2 separate regions of the Sus scrofa genome follow, and region 2 is linked to region 1. A link is a contact called in public HiChIP or PLAC-seq data. All regions are on one chromosome and are shown on one strand. Each heading gives the region's core, a stretch centred on a gene start, on an enhancer-like site or on the middle of the called end of the contact. The rest is flanking DNA. Distances are from core to core; before and after follow the strand shown.

What was found. HiChIP or PLAC-seq counts read pairs in DNA pulled down with a chosen protein or histone mark.
Region 2: a contact with region 1 is called in an H3K27ac HiChIP or PLAC-seq map of alveolar macrophages. The contact joins two enhancer-like sites. A contact is called at or near these places in 6 of 47 Hi-C or Micro-C datasets (alveolar macrophages, embryonic fibroblasts, epiblast stem cells and 1 more) and 1 of 2 datasets of contacts at active chromatin or transcription factors (alveolar macrophages).

Annotation. Positions count from the first base shown.
Region 1 is chr9:33,190,441-33,196,208 of Sscrofa11.1, forward strand. No RefSeq gene overlaps it. Among named protein-coding and RNA genes, the nearest start is that of MMP7, 32 kb to the right of the region's middle. Within about 2 kb of position 3,186, at least 5 of the 83 cell types and tissues checked have an H3K27ac peak or open chromatin away from gene starts, as enhancers often do. A contact at or near this core is called in alveolar macrophages, where this site is marked.
Region 2 is chr9:33,298,473-33,303,940 of Sscrofa11.1, forward strand. MMP20 (matrix metallopeptidase 20) reads right to left here. Exons shown (of 10, transcript NM_213905.1): 2 at 4,454-4,701. Among named protein-coding and RNA genes, the nearest start is that of MMP20, 6.8 kb to the right of the region's middle. Within about 2 kb of position 1,714, at least 2 of the 83 cell types and tissues checked have an H3K27ac peak or open chromatin away from gene starts, as enhancers often do. A contact at or near this core is called in alveolar macrophages, where this site is marked.

The DNA.
Region 1 (5,768 bases), core at 1,936-4,435:
GGAGACCTCATGAATAAGGTCACAGAGGCCATAAACAAATGGTACATTTAGAAAACTACAGATAATTGTAGGAGTCTAGTTTTTATTTTAATTCCCCATTGGCCAAAATGAGATGGTGCCCATGGTCACTTGGGTTTGTATAAGCATTCATGCCCTTTGAGGGTGGGCCCCCGGATTCGGTAAGGTAGTCTGATCGTATATATTTATTTATTCATTCATGCATCATTTCTACATTTATGTACTAGATACTCCATTGCACTGATTGGGTTACAGAAAATAATTAGACTGTGTTTGTGAGTCTGTTTCTGTTTTGTAGATAGATTCATTTGTGTCATATTTTAGGTTCCACATGTAAGTGATTGGCTTTCTCTTTCTTACTTAGTGTGATAATCTCTAGTTGCATTCATGTTGCTGCAAATGGCATTATTTCATTCTTTTTTATGGCTGAATAGTATTCCATTGTGTATATGTACCACATCTTTAATCCATTCCTCTGTCGATGGTCGTTAGGTTGCTTCCTAAAGCAAGTAAACTCTTAACTTTTAAAATAAAAGCTGATTCATTCCAGTGACTCTGGCAAAGTAGGTTAAAGGATCTGGTGTTGCTGTAGCTGTGGCGTAGGTCACAACTGCGTGGCTCAGATCTGATTCCTGGCCCTGGAACTCCATATTCTGTGGGATGGCCAATAAATAAATAAGTAAATAAATAAATACTTTAAAAAAATCAAGGAGGAGAAACTCCTCCATCTCCAAGTGTATCTTGAGATAAAACCACATTAAGACAAAGCAGAAGAGATGATACCAGACAATTGGCAGGGCTGAGGATGGATACTGAGCCTGGTGAGCAGAGGCAGAGGCATGGTGGGAGTGTGGCAAAAAGGAATCTGGAAAATTGATCAAAGAAACGTCAACAGAGAACTTTCCTCCTGGGGGTAGTGCCTCAGCTACTGGATTTACACCCTGAGTAGGAATTTGCAATATTGTAACTGGTCTGAAGCTAAGATAAGACACTTAGATAGGCAAGAAACAGCACATTTCTTTGTGATCCATGAATCAACCTAGTATTGATTCCAAGCTGTCATTCCATTGGGCTGGTAGGAAGGTGTACGTAAGATATTCTAGCAGTCTTGCTTTGCCAGCTCAACCATACTCCCTCACTGTACCAAGGTTCTGGAGGCCTTTCCTCCCCATGGGTCATTTCTCCCACCCCACCTACTGATGATCTACCCATTGTCTGTGTCTCCACAATCCTATCAAGTCTGGCAGGTTCTGACAGTTTCTCTGACACATTTAAGACACTAGAATATTTGGCAAAGCTCTGAAACAAGGTGCCTAAGCCTCTGCTTCTCTAGATGACCCACATACCTCCTGTCTGGACTCTTGCTGCTTCCTGGGGTAATGACTTGGAGCAGAGCCTGGCTCCCTCCTGCTTCTAGACCTATGCTCCTCTTCTTCCCACCATTGCCAGGTAATCTCTAGTCTGACTGGAATTTCCTCCCTCTTGCTCTTTCACCATGTACTTTAAGTTCATTAAATCCATAACTTGAAAAACATGTTCCTCTTTTCTCCAGGGAAGGGAGGACTTACTTCACCAAAGATGAGGAAAAAGATTTGCATTGCCTTTTCTAGTCCATCAGAGGAAAAGTGAACAGACTTGAAGGGGGAGGAAGAAGGATAGGCTGGGAGTTTGGGGTTGGTAGATGCAAACTATTACATTTAGAATGGATACACAATGAGGCCCTATTGTTCAGCACAGGGAACTATATCCAGTCTCTTGAGATAGACCATGATGGAAGATAATGTAAGAAAGGGAATGTATATATGTATGACTGGGTCACTTTGCTGTGCAGCAGAAATTGGCACAACACTGTAAATCAACTATATTTAATACCAATAAAATTTTTTAAAAGTTTAGCTAATAAGTCACAAAATAAAACAAAGTCAATTTCTAGCCAATACTTTTTCAGGACACAAATTTATACTTTTTTTTTTTTTTCTTTTTAGGGCTGCACCCACTGCATATGGAAGTTCCCAGGCTAGGGGTTGAATCAGAGCTACAGCTGCTGGCCTAGGCCACAGCCACAACACCACCAGATCCCAGCCCCATCTGCGACCTACACCACAGCTTGCGGCAATGCTGGATCCTTAGCCCATGAAGCAAGGCCAGGGATTGAATTGCATCCCCATGGATACTAGTTGGATTCATTTTTGTTGGGAAATCTGTCCCAAGTAAGTTATAATTAGCATCTTCTAAGCATTAATTCTTAATATACTGAATAGAAACCATTTAGCTATTTCAAATTTAAATTAGCCTCCATTAGACCTATCATTCTTGATTTATACCATTGTCTTCTAGAAGATGCCCCAAATGAAAATTTTGAGTATGTTAATTCAAACACTGCATTCATTCATTCATTCATTCAACCATTCAACAAATTCATTTTTTTTTAGGTAATTTTGTTCCAGTGAGGGTGCTAATCCTTAGGTTTCTAATTCAAAACAATTTAAATATAGACTCTACTTTTTCTGCCAAGAACTACACTTTTCATATCAATGTCATGGGGGAGGAGAAGCTTTTAAAAAGTATAAATTAAATGATTCCTTAGATGAAGAGGATGTAATCTGCTTACTTTAGGGTAGATCCTTTACAGAAGATGATCTAGTTATAGATAATGAGAAGGTATAATTAGGTGTTAAATTTGAATAGAATTCTACTCTTATTTAAGGTTCCCAAACTTTTCTGAATAATTGCTTGTTTTTATTCAGGGCTAAAAGTACGTGCTAATTTGAGAGGAAAAAGAAAGAAGCTTGTCAAATGTGCTTGCTATGATGCTGAGGTAGTTCCCAGGGCCTCTTCCAAGTTTATGTTTAGCCCATACACATGCACATAAAACAAATGACAATCCTTATTATTAAAGACTAGGAAAACAAGTCCACCCTTACTTGGTTACTTTATGAGCAAGGAGAATCATAGGTTCTTGGTCCTAAAGTCTATAATTCGAAGGAAAATGCCTTCACAAAAGAAATTAGGAATGAAAGACTGTTGTTCCTTAAAGTTTAACTCATTGTTCTTTGGTAATCATAATGCCACTTTTCTTTCTCACCAATTAAAGTTGCAACAGTAGCTCACAGATGTCACTTAGCTGGAGTCAAGCCAAAGTGCAATTTGTCATCCTCTTTATGCTTCCTAGTAATGGGACTAACCCTTTCACACCTAAAATGATCCGTGAATAAGTAGGCAGGGGTCACGTTGCATGACAACCTTCTGTACTTGCAGAAAGTAAAAAATTTACCTCCAAAGAAATAATTGTGGTCCCCAGGGTCTCCAGGTCTATGCCTGAACAGTAAAGCACTAACTCTGAATTCTCTTTTTGTTCTTTGAGGTATGGACACCTGGGCTGTGATGGCAAATGAGGGTGCGAACTAGAATTTATTTTTGCTGATCCATTCAGCCTTTTAATTGCAGCAAATATACTTTCAGTTAGAACTGATTTCCTCTGGTTTAAATGACAGATGGTTTCTTAAGAGGAAGGGTGACACCATGTGGCAGTTTTAAAACATGACTACAAATTCTTTGGCACTTCCCAAAGTGGGTCCCCCCCTTGTCTTTACTCTGGTTGGCTGTGATTGCTTTGACCAGTAGAGTGTCAAAGTGATGCTGTGTGACTTCTGAGGCTACATAGAAAGGGCTATACTACTTCACTTTGTTTGTGGGAAGACTTGCTCTTGGAGCCTTGAACCATATGTGTGAAGTCTGACCTCTCTCCATGCTGGAGAGACCACGTGTATGGTTGACAGCCCAGCTGAGCCCAGATTTCTAGCCATCCATTACAAAGTGGCAGATGTGTGAGTGAACCCATCTTGGACCCTCCAAGCCAGCCCATCTGCCCCATGGAACAAAATAATTAACCTGTGGAACTTTGCCCTCATTCCTGACCCACGAAATCATGAGATTTAATAAAATTACTATTGTTTTAAGTGACTATTTAGGGTTATTTTTAATGCAATGAGAAAAAATTGTCTTAGTTTGGGTCTTCCAAAGAATAGATGCTAAGACAGGATTAGATATGCAAGGGATTTTTAAAAAATTTTTTATTTTTAAGGCTATACTCTAAGCATGCGGCAATTCCCAGGCTAGGGTTTGAATCAGAGCTATAGCTGCTGACCTATGCCACAGCCACAGCAATGCTGGATACTTAACCCACTGAGTGAGGCCAGGAATCGAACCTGCTTTATCACAAACACTATGTCGGGTTCTTAGTCCACTGAGTCACAATGGGAACAAAAAGAGATTTTTTTTTTCTTTCAGTTTTATTGATGTGTGATTGACATACAACAGTGTATAAACTTAAGTCATATAGCATAATGGCTTGACATACATATCTATTGCGAAATGATTACCACATTAAGTTTCGTTAACATCCTCATATAGTTACAATTTTTTTTCCTTTATGATGAGAACTTTTAGGATTTACTCTGGTAGCATCTTTTAAATATACCATACAACATTGCTAACTATAGTCATTATATTTATATAATGGCACTTATTTATCTTCTCATTGGAAGTTTGTACCTTTTGACCACCTTCACCCAATCCCCACATTCCCCACTTGCTCCCTCTGGCAACCACGAATCTGATCTAGTTTTTAGCAATGGCATTTTTATTTTTATTTTTTTTTGGTCTTTTTTTGCTATTTCTTGGGCCACTCCCGTGGCATGTGGAGGTTCCCAGGCTAGGGGTCCAATCAGAGCTACAGCTGCCGGCCTACACCACAGCCACAGCAACGCCGGCCTACACCACAGCCACAGCAACGCGGGATCCGAGCCGCGTCTGCAACCTAAACCACAGCTCACAGCAACGCCGGATCGTTAACCCACTGAGCAAGGGCAGGGACCGAACCCGCAACCTCATGGTTCCTAGTCGGATTCGTTAACCACTGCGCCATGACAGGAACTCCAGCAATGGCATTTTTAGCAACATGGATGGACCTAAAAATTATCATGCTCAGTGAAGTCAGTCAGACAATGGGACGCCAACATCAAATGTTATCACTGACATGTGGAATCTGAAAAAAGGACACAATGAACTTCTTTGCAGAACAGATACTGACTCACAGACTTTGAAAAACTTGTGGTTTCCAAAGGAGACAATTTGGGGGGTGGGGGGATGTGCTGGGGGTGTGGGATGGAAATCGTATAAAATTGGATTGTGATGATCATTGTACACCTATAAATGTAATAAATTCATTGAGTAATAAAAAGAAACCAGACCAAACCAAAACAAAATTTAGTTTTTTTTTTTTTAGGGCTGCACTCACAGCATATGGAGGTGCCCAGGTTAGGGGTCCTATCAAAACTGTAGCTACTGGCCACAGCCACAGCTGCGTCTGTGACATGCACCACAGCTCAAGGCAATGGCTGGATCCTCAACCCACTGAGCGAGGCCAGGGATTGAACCCAAGTCCTCATGGATGCTAGTCGGGTTCATTAATTGCTGAGCCATGATGGGAACTCCTAAAGTTTTTAATTTTTAAAAATTATTTAAAATAATTTCTATGGCCACACCCACAGCATATGGAAGTTTCTGGGCCAGGGATTGAATCCAAGCTGTAGTTTTGATTTATGCTGCAGCTGTGGCAATGCCAGGTCCTTTAATCCATTGCACCAGGCTGGGGATTGAACCTGCACCTCCACAGTGACCCGAGCTGCTGCTGTCGAATTCTTAACCCACTGTGCCATAGTGGGAACTCTTTTTTTTTTTTTTTAAAT
Region 2 (5,468 bases), core at 464-2,963, 110 kb after region 1:
TGAGGTTTTGCAAATTCTTATTCAGAGGCCATCAGATTTTCCCCAGGGCCACAGGGAAGGTTTTTTTTTCTTAAAATAATGTATATTTTTAAGAAAAAGTGCTAGCTTGTCAGTAGGATGCTCACATGAACTGAAAATGGCTTTGAGTCTTTCATCAAGTCTTGGTCTGACAATGACTTTGGGAGGCAGGAAAGTACAGAATGTTTTGGACAGACAGTGGGTGTAGACAGTTGGTATTTCTCTGGGATGTGGTGAACTGGAGCCCAGGAGCTGGGTGTTCTCGGCAGCATGTAAACGAAGGATGGGAGAAAGGAACTTCCACCAGTGAGTTTGGGCTCCGATGGAGTAAGGGCTGCAGAGTTAGAAGTGAATTAGCCAACTTTGGGACCAGGCTCCTACCCCACTTCCTCTTTCCCCAGCTCCTAGTCCAGGCTCTGGCAAAGAGTAGGTGTCTTAGCAAATACTTGCTAAATGAATGAACTCATGAATAAAAAAGTGTTTTTTAGAGCCTACTCAGTGGTTCTCAAAATTTAGAACTAGTGATAATTACTTAGGAAGCTTGTTAATACACAGGTGTGATCGAGAAATCTGCATTTTCACAAGTAGCCTAGCCTATTCTGATGCAGGTGGTACAATCTCAGCCAGAAACTAACAGTGGTTATTCTGGGATCTAAAAGGAAGGGACCGAGTCCCATAGAGATGATGGGAAATAACTAAACCTCAGCAATGGAGAGGGAAGGAGCAAGGAGATATTTAGCTCCGGGGATTGGGGCCAAGAGGAGTTATCCTGTCCAAGGAGGAAGCCAGAAGGAACCCTTAAAGGGACTATTTAGCGTTTTCAGAACATGCCAAGCACACTGCATGAATAAGAGCCTGTAATTTATCACAGCTCTGTATACAGTTAGTATCTTGAAATTCTCTCACATTATAGACAAATTATTCATACCTACAGAGCTGACTGTGTATGTTGAGATGGAGGAGACAGAGAAGGGGAAGGGACAGCACCAGAAAGGAAGAGCACGTGGAGAGAAGTCCTGATCCGGGGTCTAGAGACTGAGAGGCAGCAGTGATAATAGCTAATAGTCTGTGAACACATACTATGGACTGGACTCTGTTCTAAGCCCTTTTAAAATGTGGTATGTCCTCTAATCCTTACAACAATCTTAGGAGGTAACAGTCATGATCTACCTTTTATGACTAGTCAAGACTTGAGCCCATTCTTTGTTTCCAAAGCTTATGCACATGCGCATAAGCATTATGTTATACTTTGTCCTTTTTCATTCTCTGGGGTATGTTATAAGGAGTTATTTGGAGATCTGGTGGCTAGCTGGATAGATTACCAAGATAGTCTCTAGTTTTCAAGTGGGGTGGCGGTGTGAGTGTGTTGAGGGGTTTTTGGGGCTGCCCAAAGACTGTTACCACACGAATATTATGCTCTTCAAGTCTCTGACTAGCCTGCTCTATCTCCTTTTGTGCATAATCACAGACTAAAATTCTATGATACAGTTTAAGAAATGATGGGAAAGACTTCATAGGTTTACAGAAAGTTTTCCTGTATTACTCTTAATCATTTCGTATTCTCTTGCATGTTCAATTCCTCATAGGATATTTCCCAAATGCTTTGATTTTGTGTGGAATTTTTAGACTTCAACAGACTTATAACTGTGTTCAGAGCGCCACCTTATGGACTCATAGGCTTATAGCAACTAACAAGTGGCCTAGAGCAATCAACTGGTCTTCTTGGGTTTGGGCCCCATGTGATACAGGGACTCACCGGTGCGCTAGCACAGTTTAAAAACAGGGTCTACGACCAAAACTCCTCATTGGTAGGGTTTTCGATTTCCATATTGTAAACACTCTCACTATGGCTAGTTTCAAGCTACCGACTTGCCACCAGTGGACGGTAAGGTTGGGAGAAGGTGAGTAGCAGCACATCATTTCCATCATACAGATAAGCGCTGTAAATGACCTCACGAACACAGGTAATAGCAAAATGTAGTGTAATAATCGGGAAGCAATGTTTTGTTTACCTTTGCTTTTTCGTTGTGCATAACTTATATACAATTTAATATATAATATAATAATAAATATATAATTTAATTGTAAGTTTATACCATTTAATTTTTAACGATGGCTGTGTTTAGCAACCAGCCTTCAAAATTCTTGGAGGCTTAACAACTGGCTGCAAAATTTCAGAAAATCTAAAGACTGGCTCCAGTCGGCTCTTAGGAGCCAGCTCCAACTCTTGGGACTTTTTTTTTTTTTTTTTTTTTGTCTTTTTGCTATTTCTTTGGGCCGCTCCCGTGGCATATGGAGGTTCCCAGGCTAGGGGTCGAATCAGAGCTGTAGCCACCGGCCTACGCCAGAGCCACAGCAACGCGGGATCCGAGCCGCGTCTGCAACCTACACCACAGCTCACGGCAACGCACGGATCGTTAACCCACTGAGCGAGGCCAGGGACCGAACCCGCAACCTCATGGTTCCTAGTCAGATTCGTTAACCACTGCGCCACGACGGGAACTCCTCTTGAGACTATTTTAATAGTGTAGGAGTTCGTTTGCTGCCCAGTGGGTTAAGGATCCCGCTGTTGCCAATGTGGCTGGTATTGCTGCTCTGGTCCAGATTCAATCCCTGGCCACATGCCCAGTGGGCCAAAAAACAAAACAAAATACCGTCTAGTTTTCCACATCCCCAGATATCGACCAGATGTGCTCATCCATATTATGAAACTAGATTCTGACCCTGGCTGGGTCTACACTTTTCTGGGAATAAAGTCCAAAATGCTTAGCCTCGTGTGCTAGCTGCCTCTGGTGCTGCCTGTCCAGCCTCGCTCTCCCCATCCCTCAACACCCTCCGCTCAGCTCACAAGCACTGCTCCCGGTGCTCCTACCCGGTGCTCCTACCGCTACCGCTCTGCACACCAAGACATTCCACTCCCTGCTCCTATTTGCCTGGTCTCCTTTTCTACTTGGAAAGCCCTAATGTTTGTGAGGCCTGAGGCAAAAATACAAACGGAGGCCCCCTTCTTTCCCAAAGCCTCCTCCGTTGGCATGGGCAATGCCCCCATGTCTAGGCAGCATCCACCTGCCTCTAATCCCACCTGTGGGGCAGGCAGGCCTCATAGTTCCTGGCAAGGAGGCCTGCACTGGCGCACAAATGGATGCAGACTGCTGGGCTGGAATTCCTGCCTGAGAACCTAGAGCGCAGTGAGGGTGCAGGTCTTGTGTGTGTCCCCCTGGATTATGCAGAATCCCCGTGGGGTAGGAGGAAGACATAGGATGGCTGGAGGTGGGGGCACACTCAGGTGTGAGGTGGAGGGGGGATAAAGTGGGGACCTTTATCCCCCCTCCACCCCTGGGGATCTTGGGGCTAGGGATTGACCTGCTAGGCTTTGCCTTCAAGTTGGGCTCAGATGTCACTGGCTCATCCCTGGGCAACTGGGTAGATCTCTCCACCCTGTTGCCACAACCCTCTGCTTAGACCTATAGTTTCACAGTTCTCGCTGGGAGCTGTGACTTGTGTATAAGTTCCCTAAATTCAGGGAAGGTAACCTACCCCTCTTTATATCTCCAAAATTGAATGCCTATGGCAGACATTTATAAACTGTCAATAAATTATTTTTGGAATTAATAATTAATTTATTAGTAAGTGAATTTGTTTACTTCTGTTTTAGAAGACTATTTTAAGAAAACTGCTTGGGGAGTTCCCACTGTGGCACAGCAGGTTAAAGGATCCATTGTTGCTACAGTGGATCTATCCCTGGCCCTGGAACTTCCATACGCTGCAGATGCGGCCAAAAAAAAAAAAAAAAAAAAACCAAAAATATCAAAAACCAAAAGGAAAAGAAAACTGCTTGGTCCTGTCAGGTTATTAATCCTAGAATAGATTATTTTTCTTTAAAGATACGTACAGGAGTTCCCGTTGTGGCTCAGCAGTTAACGAGCCTGACTGGTATCCATGAGGACGCGGGTTTGATCTCTAGCCTCACTCAGTGGGTTAAGGATCTGGTGTTGCTGTGAGCTGCAGTGTAGGTTGCAAATGTGGTTCAGATCTGGTATTTCTGTGGCTGTGGCGTAGGCTGGCGGCTACAGCTCCAATTCAGTGCCTAGCCTGGGAACCTCCATATGCCGCTGGTGTGGCCCTAAAAAGACCGAAAAGAGAAAAAAAAAAAAAGAAGAAAAGAAAAAAATAAAGATACATACATTGTCTCTAATTGGTAAAATTGTAAGGCCTAAAATGGCCAACTATTAAAATACTCCCAAGACCCTACTTTCTAGTGAATTCTCCATCATCATTGCCTAAAGATTAGACCTAAAATGTTCTCCTTCTGTCTTAAACAGGAGATGTGCCATGATTTTGATACAGATCAGAAGGAAGATATTTTTAAAAGAAAAGAAAGAGGGAGAGAGAGAGGCTCTTTCTCTCTTAGTTTGGAAAGACTCGATCTCATTACCTGTATGTCAAAGTATTTTTTTTCCATTTGGGTTCACCTGGGAAGAGGCGGTAGTTGGCCACATCCGGAACTCCGCAGCGAGGCCTCTTGATCACATCCATTGTGGTCCGGTCTAACTTCCCGGTGACTCGGAGGCCAAAGAACGCCTGCAGCTCCTTAATCTTCTTCACCATGGAATTGCCTCCCTTTGCAACCATCTCACCGACCTGGTGTCCTCCTTTCTTTGTGTAATACTTGTCAAGGTAAGCCTGAAACGGAGAGGCAGGGGGACATCTACAGCACGATCCCTGGGCAGTACTCAGCTCGGGCAAGACAGGGACGGTGTTCTTGATATGCTAAGATGGTGTGAGAGTGTATGCCCACTTTTGAAAAAATTAGACGTATTTGCATAGATAAAGGTTAGATGGATATATGCCAGATTATTAACAACATTTATCTTTGGGTGGTGGGATTTTAGATTTTTTTTTATTTGGGTGCATTTTGTACGTTTTCCTACAATGAACAGTTACTTTAAGAGGAAAAAGAATAATAGAAGGTGGAAGGAAAACAATGTGAAAATTTCCCCACAGACTATTTACTTGTCAATGAAGTCTCTACCAATTTGAGATATAGAGACTGCCTTTTTTCTCTGGTAAGCGTTACTGGTGTCATATCTTCATTATACATTACACAAGATCAGTATATTCTTAACTGTGGCTTTGGATGGCAACCTGTCCTTTTATGCAAGGGCAGCTGGTCAGTCTGTTTCCTGGCTAAGGTTTTAATCAGCTCAGGTGTGTTGAGCACATGGGGTGCAACTTGTTTTCAAGGAGCAGGTCTCCTAGGACTGGCTCTTTGTCCCTTGAAGCAAATAAAATTAGCCATAAATTATAAGGTTTTCATTTGCAATATGTCACTCAAAACATTTTGTGCCACTTCCTGGCTGACGTGAGTGAAACAGGGTCATGTAAATGCTGAATCAGAGCCTGCTCTCGGCCCAGAAATTTCACCCACTCAACTTATTTCGGGAAAACAA